2 separate regions of the Arachis hypogaea genome follow, and region 2 is linked to region 1. Evidence: chromatin contacts called from public Hi-C data. All regions are on one chromosome and are shown on one strand. The core of a region is the stretch at or near the end of the contact, and the rest is flanking DNA. Distances in the headings are between cores, read along the strand shown.

The links. A called contact is a pair of places that touch in the nucleus more often than the background predicts.
Region 2: a contact with region 1 is called in a Hi-C map of leaf, with 2.7 times the contacts expected there. The contact joins the promoter of LOC112766547 here to the promoter of LOC140181019 in region 1. A contact is called at or near these places in 2 of 8 Hi-C or Micro-C datasets (both in leaf).

Annotation. Positions count from the first base shown.
Region 1 is chr17:2,768,152-2,773,519 of arahy.Tifrunner.gnm2.J5K5, forward strand. LOC140181019 (KIN17-like protein) reads right to left here and starts at 2,258. Exons shown (of 1, transcript XM_072223282.1): 1 at 1,938-2,258. The coding sequence starts at 2,258. The coding sequence ends at 1,938. LOC112764867 (KIN17-like protein) reads right to left here and starts at 4,322. Exons shown (of 3, transcript XM_072223179.1): 1 at 3,909-4,322; 2 at 3,407-3,753; 3 at 1,670-3,185. The coding sequence starts at 3,143. The coding sequence ends at 2,583. It also overlaps the pseudogene LOC112765486.
Region 2 is chr17:3,026,826-3,032,193 of arahy.Tifrunner.gnm2.J5K5, forward strand. It overlaps LOC112766547 (ribonuclease 3-like protein 2), which reads left to right and starts at 2,212. Exons shown (of 5, transcript XM_072223184.1): 1 at 2,212-2,337. LOC112766141 reads left to right here. Exons shown (of 9, transcript XM_025812012.3): 9 at 109-542. The coding sequence ends at 222.

The sequences.
Region 1 (5,368 bases), core at 1,008-3,507:
ATTTTGCGGATATTATCCGATCCGCAGAGTCATCGGATCGGATCGGGTCTGATCCGCACTATGGTCGGATCGGATTGCGGATTCGGCAGTGATATCCGCGGATCCGATCCGCAAATCCGCATATCCGCACATCACATATAAATAGCATAGTTTAAGAAAGTAAACCCTAATGTTATATGAATTTTAGTGTGTTATTTTATGAATTTTATGATATTTTGTTTTTAATCTTTTATGTTGTACTTCAACTTAGAATAATTAAACTTAAATCTTGTGTTATTATTTTATTTTTGTTATTCAAGAGAACTATTATTGATAATATTTTATGAGTAAATAGACTTAAACAGATAAAAAAATAAATTTTCTGGATATTTTTTTGTAAAAACAGCCAAATAGAATTTTAAAATAGTTTCTTTTGAATTATGCGGATATACCCGATATCCGATCCGCAAGTATGCGGATCGGATCGGATCAGATCCAGCCTAAAAAATTGCGGATATCGTATCCGATCCGATCCTATGAGTGCAGTGCGGATCGGATAGAATTTTAAGCTATATCCGATCCGATCCGATCCGTGTGCAGCCCTAGAGAAATGTACTACTTTTATTGTGCACATTTCTTGTACACCTTTCTTTTATGATATAAAAGTCGAATTTTTTATCTTCTCTCACTTTTTATCGATGGCGTTTATTTGGTATATAAGAGAAGTGTATACAGAGTAGTGCATATAATATCTCTCAATTGCTATATTTGTGTAGCTCCTACGACTCGCCTGCTGACCGACTTCATCTCATGTTTTCAACAGTTACCTCTTGATGCTTCCATTGGATTTGTGATGTGAAGGTGCTTTCCAAGTTTATCAAACCGGAGGAAACAAATCACCCGGCGATGATCAACATTTAAGCCCAATCATTCATCACTTCCATTTTAAAATTTTGTAATTGAATATCTTGTATTCTGTTAGTGTTTCATCGGTAGAACAAATTTTGGTATTCTTGACTTGAGTTGTCAAGATATATTTTGTAGATTAACGCAGCAGGGTGTAGTAGATCAAAGGTTCATTTTTGTTTTAATGTATCGAGTTACATGTTACTAATTTTTTGTTCTTATGTAATAAATGTAACTCTTTGATTTTGTTTATTCTTACCTGATGTTTCATCTAATTCTGAGTCATGTTCAATCTTATAAAAGGGGAAGTATAGATTCTGAAAATAACTGAGTGGCATCAACGCTTCTCTAAGTCGTCCCGTTCCATACTACATGGTATATACAGATTAGCGTGAAGATCTATCTTAATCAGCTCATGAAATTTCATAAACTATGCATGAAAAAGTGTAGTTTGGACACACCAAATAAACCTTTTAAATTTGAGTAAGAAATTCTCATATTCTACAGTTTATATCTTAATATAATGATGCAGAAGAAAAGAAATTCATAATCATAACCTTCTTCATATGCATAACCTTTTTTCTTCATATGTGCAACTGATACAAGAATAATCGAATGTATATACATGTAAGTAGAACAACACCACCTCAACCTTGTGAACATTGAACCGTTACGTTCTAAAATTAAGAAGTTCATTACTTGCACGTATAACATTGTAGTTTGGAGCTTACAATCACCATCTCCCCGCAATTTTCTTACTACCAGAAAGTAAAAAGATTCTCCATTGCCAATCAAAATTAAGTAGTTCATTAATTGCACGTATAACATTGTAGTTTGGAGCTTACAATCACCATCTCCCCGCAATTTTCTTACTACCGGAAAGTAAAAAGATTCTCCATTGCCAATCAAGCACGCATTCAATCTTTTAACAGGGAAGATTATCGTCATGATTGATCTCATATAGATAAAAAATTACAGACGGATACATAAGAATAAACAATGTTATTCAACCAACTTAACACACAATCACTTGGTTATTATTCTCATCAAACTCATTGTGCTATTTTACAAATGTCTTCATATTCCACTGCTTTGAGTACCCTGCCATCATAGGCACCTTTCTTTATCTGCACCTTTGCACAAAAATGATCCGTATCCACCCCCAAAAGTTTCGCAGTTGATCCACGATATGCACCATTGACAATTTTTACACGGCCCCCAACTTGTGGAATCACAGTTTCAAGCTCTTCCTGATCGACTCTCAGCACATGCTTGCTTTGAAGCATTTCAATTTCCCCAACATATTTGTCAATCACCTTTCTCACCACACCCTTTTGCTTGTAGTACCCCTTCTCTGCCAAGGCCTTGCTCATAAACTTAACAATAATTCCCTCATGCAATCAATAGTCCTTCCTGTTGATTTTCTCCTTTTTCTTCTCCTCTTCCCTAATCAATTCTTCCAAGGTTGACTTTCCTCCACCGCCACTCTCTTTTCTCTTCAAACTATTTCCCAGATTCCTTCCCTCGAATTTATCTTCCTCATCCTCATCAAACACAGCCTTCTTCGATGACTCATGTTTCTCTTTGATCACAGGCTTAGCCGATGCCCCAAGAGAAAATCCTATCTTAACTCCATCTTCCACATTTAGTTCCCTCGGAGCCTCGACCCTTGAAGCCTGATCAGCCTCAGTAGTATCTTACCGTTGCATCAATTGCTCAGCTTTTTCGATCTGTTTCATAATCTCCTTCTCTTGCTTCTCTTCCTCCACCATATCTGCCTTGATCCTCTTATTCTTCATCCTCTCCTTGAAAAGGGTCTCAGAATCTCTATCTATATATGTAATGAACCAACCCTTAGGTGTTTCCTCGACTTTACACTTCCCCGTTCGACCCAAGTACTTCACAAACTCTGTAAGAGTTGCCCACTGAGTGGAGTTCATATGAACATGATGCCTGTCATTGATGTACTCATTATAAACCACGGTGGCAGCAATGCGGCTGAACCGATGGCTGCGCTTCATGTGCTCAAGGAAATATGTCTCAAACTCCTCGGAATAACCCTCGATTATCTGATGTGGGTTTTGGCCAAAAATCTGCATCTGGCGCTGGTGGCTTTCACTCATGCAGTGGCATTTGAACCCATTCTCGTCTCGGCATTGCTTCTGGCACATCTGGCAGTACCACCTAAGCTTCTGCAGCCCTTTTGCCATGATTCGATTGGCGATGGCTTTCCGTGTAAGAAATTCATTTTTCCCCATCGATTATCCGGTTCAAATGTTTCAGACAAAAAAAACTAAAAACTAAAAACAAACAAAAGAAACCCTAATTCAGTGGTTGTCTTCAGATTACAAACATAACAGAGAAATTGAATAATTCGCAATTAGAGTCACATTATAACGGTTGCATTCAAAGAAATATAAAATCTCTAATCCATAGCAATCATAGGGAATTAGAGATATATAAGATTGAGAGAGAGAGAGAGAGAGAGAGAGAGAGAGAGAGAGAGATTCTAAGAACAAACCTGAGAAGGGGGCTTCGAGATGACTTTGATGGCGGTGGCTGGGGGGGCCGAGGATTTGGTTGTGGCGGCGATTGGTGGCGGAGCTCGCGACGGAAAGGGCGGAGGCTGGAACCTGGAAGCTAGATTGGCTACGCGGTCTGTGGATCGTTACTTTTCGTCGTTGATGTCGTGGGTCTGGGCCACTGGGCCTGTTTAATATAAACAACAAGGAGAAGTATAGGAAAAGGATTTATAAACAACTAGCGGGTACTTGTTGACAGGGATGGCAACGGGTAGAGGAGGATAGGGTTTGAACCCAATCCTAACCCTATCTAGTATCCACGACTCAACCCTATCCTATCTGCGGGCTGAAAAATATCCAAACACAACAAAATGAAGAATAGAGCAGTAAAAAAAAGAGTGAACAGAGCAAAGAGCAGTGAGCAGAAAACCAGAAAAAGAGGGCATGAAAAAAAAATAAAAAAAATCGAAGAACAGAAAGTAGTGAGCAGGCAGTGCTGACCTTCGGCGACCAAACTAAGACGACGGCGCGAGTAGAGGGCAGACGAGGACGACGACGAGCAGAAGACAGGCGAAGACGACGAACACCCAGAGTACAGACGAAGACGGTGAGTGAGATGAAGACGAAGCTGTTCGGCGAAGGGGCTAGGGCTTAGTGTGCCAAGGCTTCCATGGTTCGAAGAGGAGAAAGTGAAGGACTGAAGGCTGCTTTTTTCTTTATTTCAACCCTAAACATACAAGATACAACGATACCGTTTATTTGTTTGACCGAAGGTTGCTCTTGCTTTTGAATTGATCTCTCCTTTTTTTTTGTAAATTTTTGATAAATTTAATAGGTAAAGTTTACAAATTTATAAATTTGGTTTCAGTAGTTAGAGCCTTTTCACATACTTAAGGTCCTTGGTTTATTTCCTATATATAATATTTTTAAACATATATAATACATATTATGCAGGTGCGGGTAGGGTTAAGACTCAACCCGCACTCTACCCGCTCCGCACTTAACCCTGTCCGCAGCGAATCGGATTGGCAACCCTATCCACAGCGAATCAGATTGGTAACCCTATCCGACCGGGTTGGGTTGGATTGGGTACCCGCGGATAGGATCCATGTTGCGAGGCCTACTTGTTGAGCCGTTTTTTTATTATTTTAAAGAAATTAATTTTTATAATTTTATTTTTTATTTATAAATGATTAAATAATAAAATAGTTAAGAATTTATAAAAATTTAAAAATGAATATAAAAATTTTATAGGTTATTTAATTTTTAAAATGTATAAAATTTATAAATTTAAATTAAATAAGATATTAAAATTTTTTTAGAATGTATAAGATTTATAAATTTAAATTAAATAAGATATTGAAAATTTTATTATGTTGTTATTATATATAACAAAACTAAGATAAAGATTTACAAAGATTATTTATAATTTAATTATTTATAAACATTATTAAATTTTTTTTAATAATATTTAATTTAAAGTAAAAATAAATTTTTTATGCAATGTTTTCTTTATCTTTATACATATTTTTAATAAATAAAAAATATTTTATTTTTTTTAATTTTATATTCAATTTTTTAAATTATGTTTAGTTTTATTATTTTTTAAAATTATTAATTTATATTTTTATTGTATTATCTCACTATGCTGCGTACTATTCTTTTTTCTTATTATTATTCTTTATACACATAAATTCGGTACAAAACACTACATTAAATAAAAGACATCATTCTTACATTTTATTTTAACTCAATAATATTTTTAAAATAAAATTAAACTTCAACTTTAAGAAAATAAACAAAAAGAATCTTTTGAAGGAGATAACCACAACTTGAAAATTTGAAGATTTTTGTAAAAATATAGATAGATCTCTTTAAATTTTATAAAAATATAGGTAGAATTTAAAATTTAAATTTTATTATATCAAATAAAATTAAAAAATTAGCTCTATATTAATAAT
Region 2 (5,368 bases), core at 962-3,461, 260 kb after region 1:
GTGTACGAAAAAACTCTCTTCATGGGATTCTCGGTTCCAAAGCTAATGATTCTTTCATTGGACCTTATAGTATGTTTTCATGATGTGTTGCTGGTTTCATGTACTCAGGAAGACCAAACAACTAGGAGGTGGCTACAGCAGTTGCTTCACAATGTTGGAGTGAATAGGGTTCCTCCACTACAAGCCGGAGCAGGATTCGATCATAATATGATGGTGGCGTGAGGACGAGTTCTCGCTTCATCACGGGTCTTCGATATCACCCTTGATGGCCCATTTATGAAACTTGAGAGATAAGTTTTGCAAACAGTGATGATTTTGTATCTAGTCATATGGTGGTTCTTTTGGTTTGGAAAGGTTGTAGTAGTGGTAATATTTTAGTAGACTTTTTAGGTGGTGGTTTCTTTCTATACTCCACAATGATGATTTCTTACAGAGTTGTTTGAGTTGTTCAATTCAGCATCCTGTGAGATTTCCTGCTGACTTTATTATCCAGTAAGATTTTATCCAATAAAATATCGGATGCTTTTTTTTTTTTTGAAAAATTGAGCATTATTCTTGAAGGAGATATATATATATATATATTTTTTTCAGCCTAAGAGTTGGTGTGGTTGCAACTTGAGGTTTTTGAAGAGAAGATAGGAAGGGAGAGTTTAAACTGAGTATATACTCAAATAGGGTCGCTAAGGAATTTCGTGTTGGATATTTTCGTCTCCAAAAAAATAAATTTATTATGTTCAAGTTCCTAAACTTTATAAACGTAAGATATATACTCAAATAGGGTCGCTAAGGAATTTCGTGTTGGATATTTTCGTCTCCAAAAAAATTAATTTATTATGTTCAAGTTCCTAAATTTTATAAACGTAAGACATATAAATCTTTCTATCATACTTTTGAGAATTTATTTGTCCAAATAAAACCAATGAATTTAACTAGGATTTATCTTATATAAAATTTAGGGATCTTAACTTAATAAAATTAAGGTCAGAGACAAAAATATCTTATGCGAAATTCTTTAGAAATCTATTTGGATATATACTCTTAAACGTTTCTTCAATGAATCACAATATTTTGCTGACTTGTTGTCCATGTATCGAACATATTTAAAACATGACATTTATTCAACATGTATATCATTATGTCCAAAATATTTTTGGATAATTTAGATATATCCAAATATGATCAACTAACATCATATCTAATTTTATTTTTGAATTCTAGACATATATTTGTAAAATAAAATTTAAAATAGTATGTATTATTAATTATCAATAAATATTAATATATTATTATAATTTTTCTTCAAATTCTTTATTTATAGATCTAACAAAAATTTAAAATTAACATGTCAATGTATTTCATATACGAGCTTTGTAGTTAATAACAAAATAATAATTAAATTTATCTTTGTAATTATTTTTTTAAGTAAAAAATTTAAATATTTAAAATTTTTAAAAATAGTCAAGACTATAATCCAAGACTCGCAATTATTTTTCTTGCCTCTGTATAACAAGGCTCATAGTTGATGGCTTTGGTCTGCTCATAAGCAATAAATATCAACCCAACATTAAATGAGTTTTTAATTTTGATATTAAATTTATAGTAGTATTTTTTAATAATGTATGAAATTTAGTATGTTTTTTTTTTCATATAAAGATCATAAATCTGACCGTTTAATTTGTGAAGTTTAATTTTTTTTTTTAAAAGACAAAATTTATCATCTAATTTGTAAAGTGACACAAAATCTATCTTTTAATTTGTAAAATAATACAAAATTTATCCTTTGATTTGTGAAGTAATACAAAACCTATCTTTTGATTTGTATTTTGTTTTTTTTTTTTTATTTTTAAAATGCAAAATCTATTCTCCAATTTGTATTTCAGTATTAAAATTTTTTTAAATGTATAATACACACTACTTCTTCATAACAAAAAATAACACAATAATAATTTTCATATAAAAAAATCGTCACATTGTTAAATAAATAAATAAAGAAGAGATAACAAATATAAAATATAAAAATATAATTAGATAATTTCCGTAGTAATTTTTACTAAAATTACTATATCAATATAATAGATATAATCATGTATTTAATAATACTAAATAAAGTGTTGGTGGGTCCCCACCCTCAAGTGGGACCCACAACCTTTTAAAACAAAAAAAAAATATAGAAAAATAAATAAATAAAAGAAAGTGGCCTAATAGCCACGAGAGAGGGAGAGAGAGTTTGAAGCCTCCCTTTTCAAAAGAAAAGAAAGAAGGAAACAGAAAGCACGCCGTCGAAGGAGAAGAGAAATTGGGGAAAAAGGGCAAGCCAATCTTGATCACATTGACTTGGTAAACTTGCTCCATTTCTTATGAAATTTTAGTATGTTATTCCTGGTGTAGAGATGAACATTAGGATATAACTTGCTAGTTGTATTGCCTTCTCTTTTATCTGATTTGAAATACCCACTTTTGTGGAGGGTTTATGTTGATTCCACCAGTTTTGGTGATGTATTCTGTTGATTGTTGAGATGCCCTAGTGTCACTAGGAAGACTGTTTGTGTACCCATTATTCTGATAGTGGAAGATTTTTCTGGACTAGGTCCCGTGGATTTTTTGTCCCTCCTTTGGGGGTTTTCCCACGTTAAAATTCTGGTGTCTGATTATTTAATTTCTGCCATTATATTTGCTGCTTGGAGTATCTTTGGTGTTGCCTATTTAATTGTACAGGTTGTGGGAAAATTATTTTTGGTGCTTCCGCTGTTAGACAGGTTCTTGTTTTGAACCTTTTGTTGAGATTTTCCCAACAAAGTGGTATCAGAGCCGATGGTTTAATCGGCCTGGTTTTAAGGAGTATTCAAGGTGAAGCATCGAAAGTCTTTCCAGCAAAGGTGGTCCGGGCGGCGTGTCCCGTGGTGTTTTGCGGCGGTATGATGGACGAATACTCGTGGTGGTGGAGGAGCTAGAAAGAGGGGGAGTTGGTGCTTGATGTGGATGCTCACACTTGAGGGAAAAATTGTTAGTATTGCAAGTGTGAGGAGTGTTGAAGTTAGTCCCACATCAAAGAAAGCATGGAAGAGTGAGGAGTTTATAAGATGAGAGACCCATTAACTTGACACCTTAAGGTTTTGAGTTGGATGTGGTGTCTTCTCATCTTATGTTCTCTCACTTGATTCCTCCCCGAATTCTCTCCGGTGGTCGAGAGCTCTCCACGGTTGGCCCAACAAGTGGTATCAGAGCTTTGGTTGTTTATTTCTGTGCTGATTATATGTTGTATAGTAAGGACTTGTATGATCCTGTGGAGAGAGATAAATCCAAAGGTACTAAATCCGATGCTGAATGGAAGAAGCTGAATCGGAAGGCAGTTGCTTTGATTAGGCAATGGCTTGATCTTAGTGTGTATCCACATGTTGACACCTTAAGGTTTTGAGCTGGATGTGGTGTCTTCTCATCTTATGTTCTCTCACTTGATTCCTCCCCGAATTCTCCCCGTGGTCGAGAGCTCTCCACGGTTGGCCCAACAAGTGGTATCAGAGCCGATGGTTTAATCGGCCTGGTTTTAAGGAGTATTCAAGGTGAAGCATCGAAAGTCTTTCCGGCAAAGGTGGTCCGGGCGGCGTGTCCCGTGGTGTTTTGCGGCGGTGTGATGGACGAATACTCGTGGTGGTGGAGGAGCTAGAAAGAGGGGGAGTTGGTGCTTGATGTGGAGGCTCACACTTGAGGGAAAAATTGTTAGTGTTGCAAGTGTGAGGAGTGTTGAAGTTAGTCCCACATCAAAGAAAGCATGGAAGAGTGAGGAGTTTATAATATGAGAGACCCATTAACTTGACACCTTAAGGTTTTGAGTTGGATGTGGTGTCTTCTCATCTTATGTTCTCTCACTTGATTCCTCCCCGAATTCTCCCCGGTGGTCGAGAGCTCTCCACGGTTGGCCCAACATAAAGTATATAAGAGAGAGAAGAGAAGAGTACGAAGAAGAGAAAATGAAGAATGTTATATTCTTATTATTGTTGTATTACTTCAATCGTTGCTTTTACTATTTATACAGATAAGAAGCTTTTGATTTCAACCTTCATTAAATTTAAATATGCCTTGAATAGGAAATATTAGCCGCCCAGTTTCATAAATGGGCATTTAATTCTTTCTTATCACAATACTCTCCCTTGGATGCCCATTTAAGATTATTGCCTCATTAAAACCTTACTAAAGAAAAAACCCAGTGGGAAAAAAAAACCTTAGTGAAGGAAAAAGAGTACAATATCCTTTGTGATAGGGACTGTCTCATTAAAAACTTTGTCAAGAAAAACTCAATGGGAAAAAAACCTGACCAAGGAAAAAAGAGTACAGTCTCCCCCTTTTGCGGACATTATTTTATATCTCGAAATCGGCGCATCCCAATCTGATGTACCAATCTTTCAAAAGAAGATTTTGGGAGTGACTTTGTGAATAAATCTGCCAGATTATCACTTGAGCGGATCTGTTGGACATCAATTGTCCCTTGATTTTGAAGATCATGAGTGAAGAAGAATTTGGGAGAAATATGTGTTCTATCACCTTTGATATATCCGCCTTTAAGTTGAGCAATACATGCTGTATTATCTTCAAACAAGACAGTTGGAGCTATCTTATGGTCAATCAGTCCACATGATGACAGAATATATTGGATCAGACTCCGGAGCCAAAAACACTCGCGACTTGCTTCATGAATCGCTAGTATTTCGGCATGATTAGAGGATGTTGCATCAATCGTCTGTTTCGTGGACCTCCATGATATAGCTGTACCACCATATGTGAACAGGTATCCTGTTTGAGATCTCCCTTTATGTGGATCAGACAAGTATCCAGCATCTGCATAGCCAACTAGTTGTGACTTGGATCCATAGGGATAAAACAACCCCATATCAACCGTTCTATTAAGATATCGAAATATTTGTTTGATTCCACTCCAATGTCTTCTGGTTGGAGAGGAACTATATCTTGCTAGTAGGTTCACAGCAAATGATATATCGGGTCGTGTATTATTAGCAAGATACATTAGCGCTCCAATGGCACTAAGATATGGTACTTCTGGACCAAGGATATCTTCACTTTCTTCTTTAGGACGGAATTGATCCTTTTTCACATCCAAAGATCTTACGATCATTGGGGTACTCAAAGAATGTGACTTATCCATATAAAATATTTTCAAGATTTTCTCTGTGTATGTTGTTTGATGAATAAAGATCCCATTTTTTATATGCTCGATCTGCAGGCCGAGACAAAATTTAGTCTTTCCAAGATCTTTTATCTCAAACTCTTCTTTCAGAGTTTTTATAATTGTTGGAATCTCTTCAGGAGTTCCAATGATATTTAAATCATCAACGTACACAGCAATTATAATGAA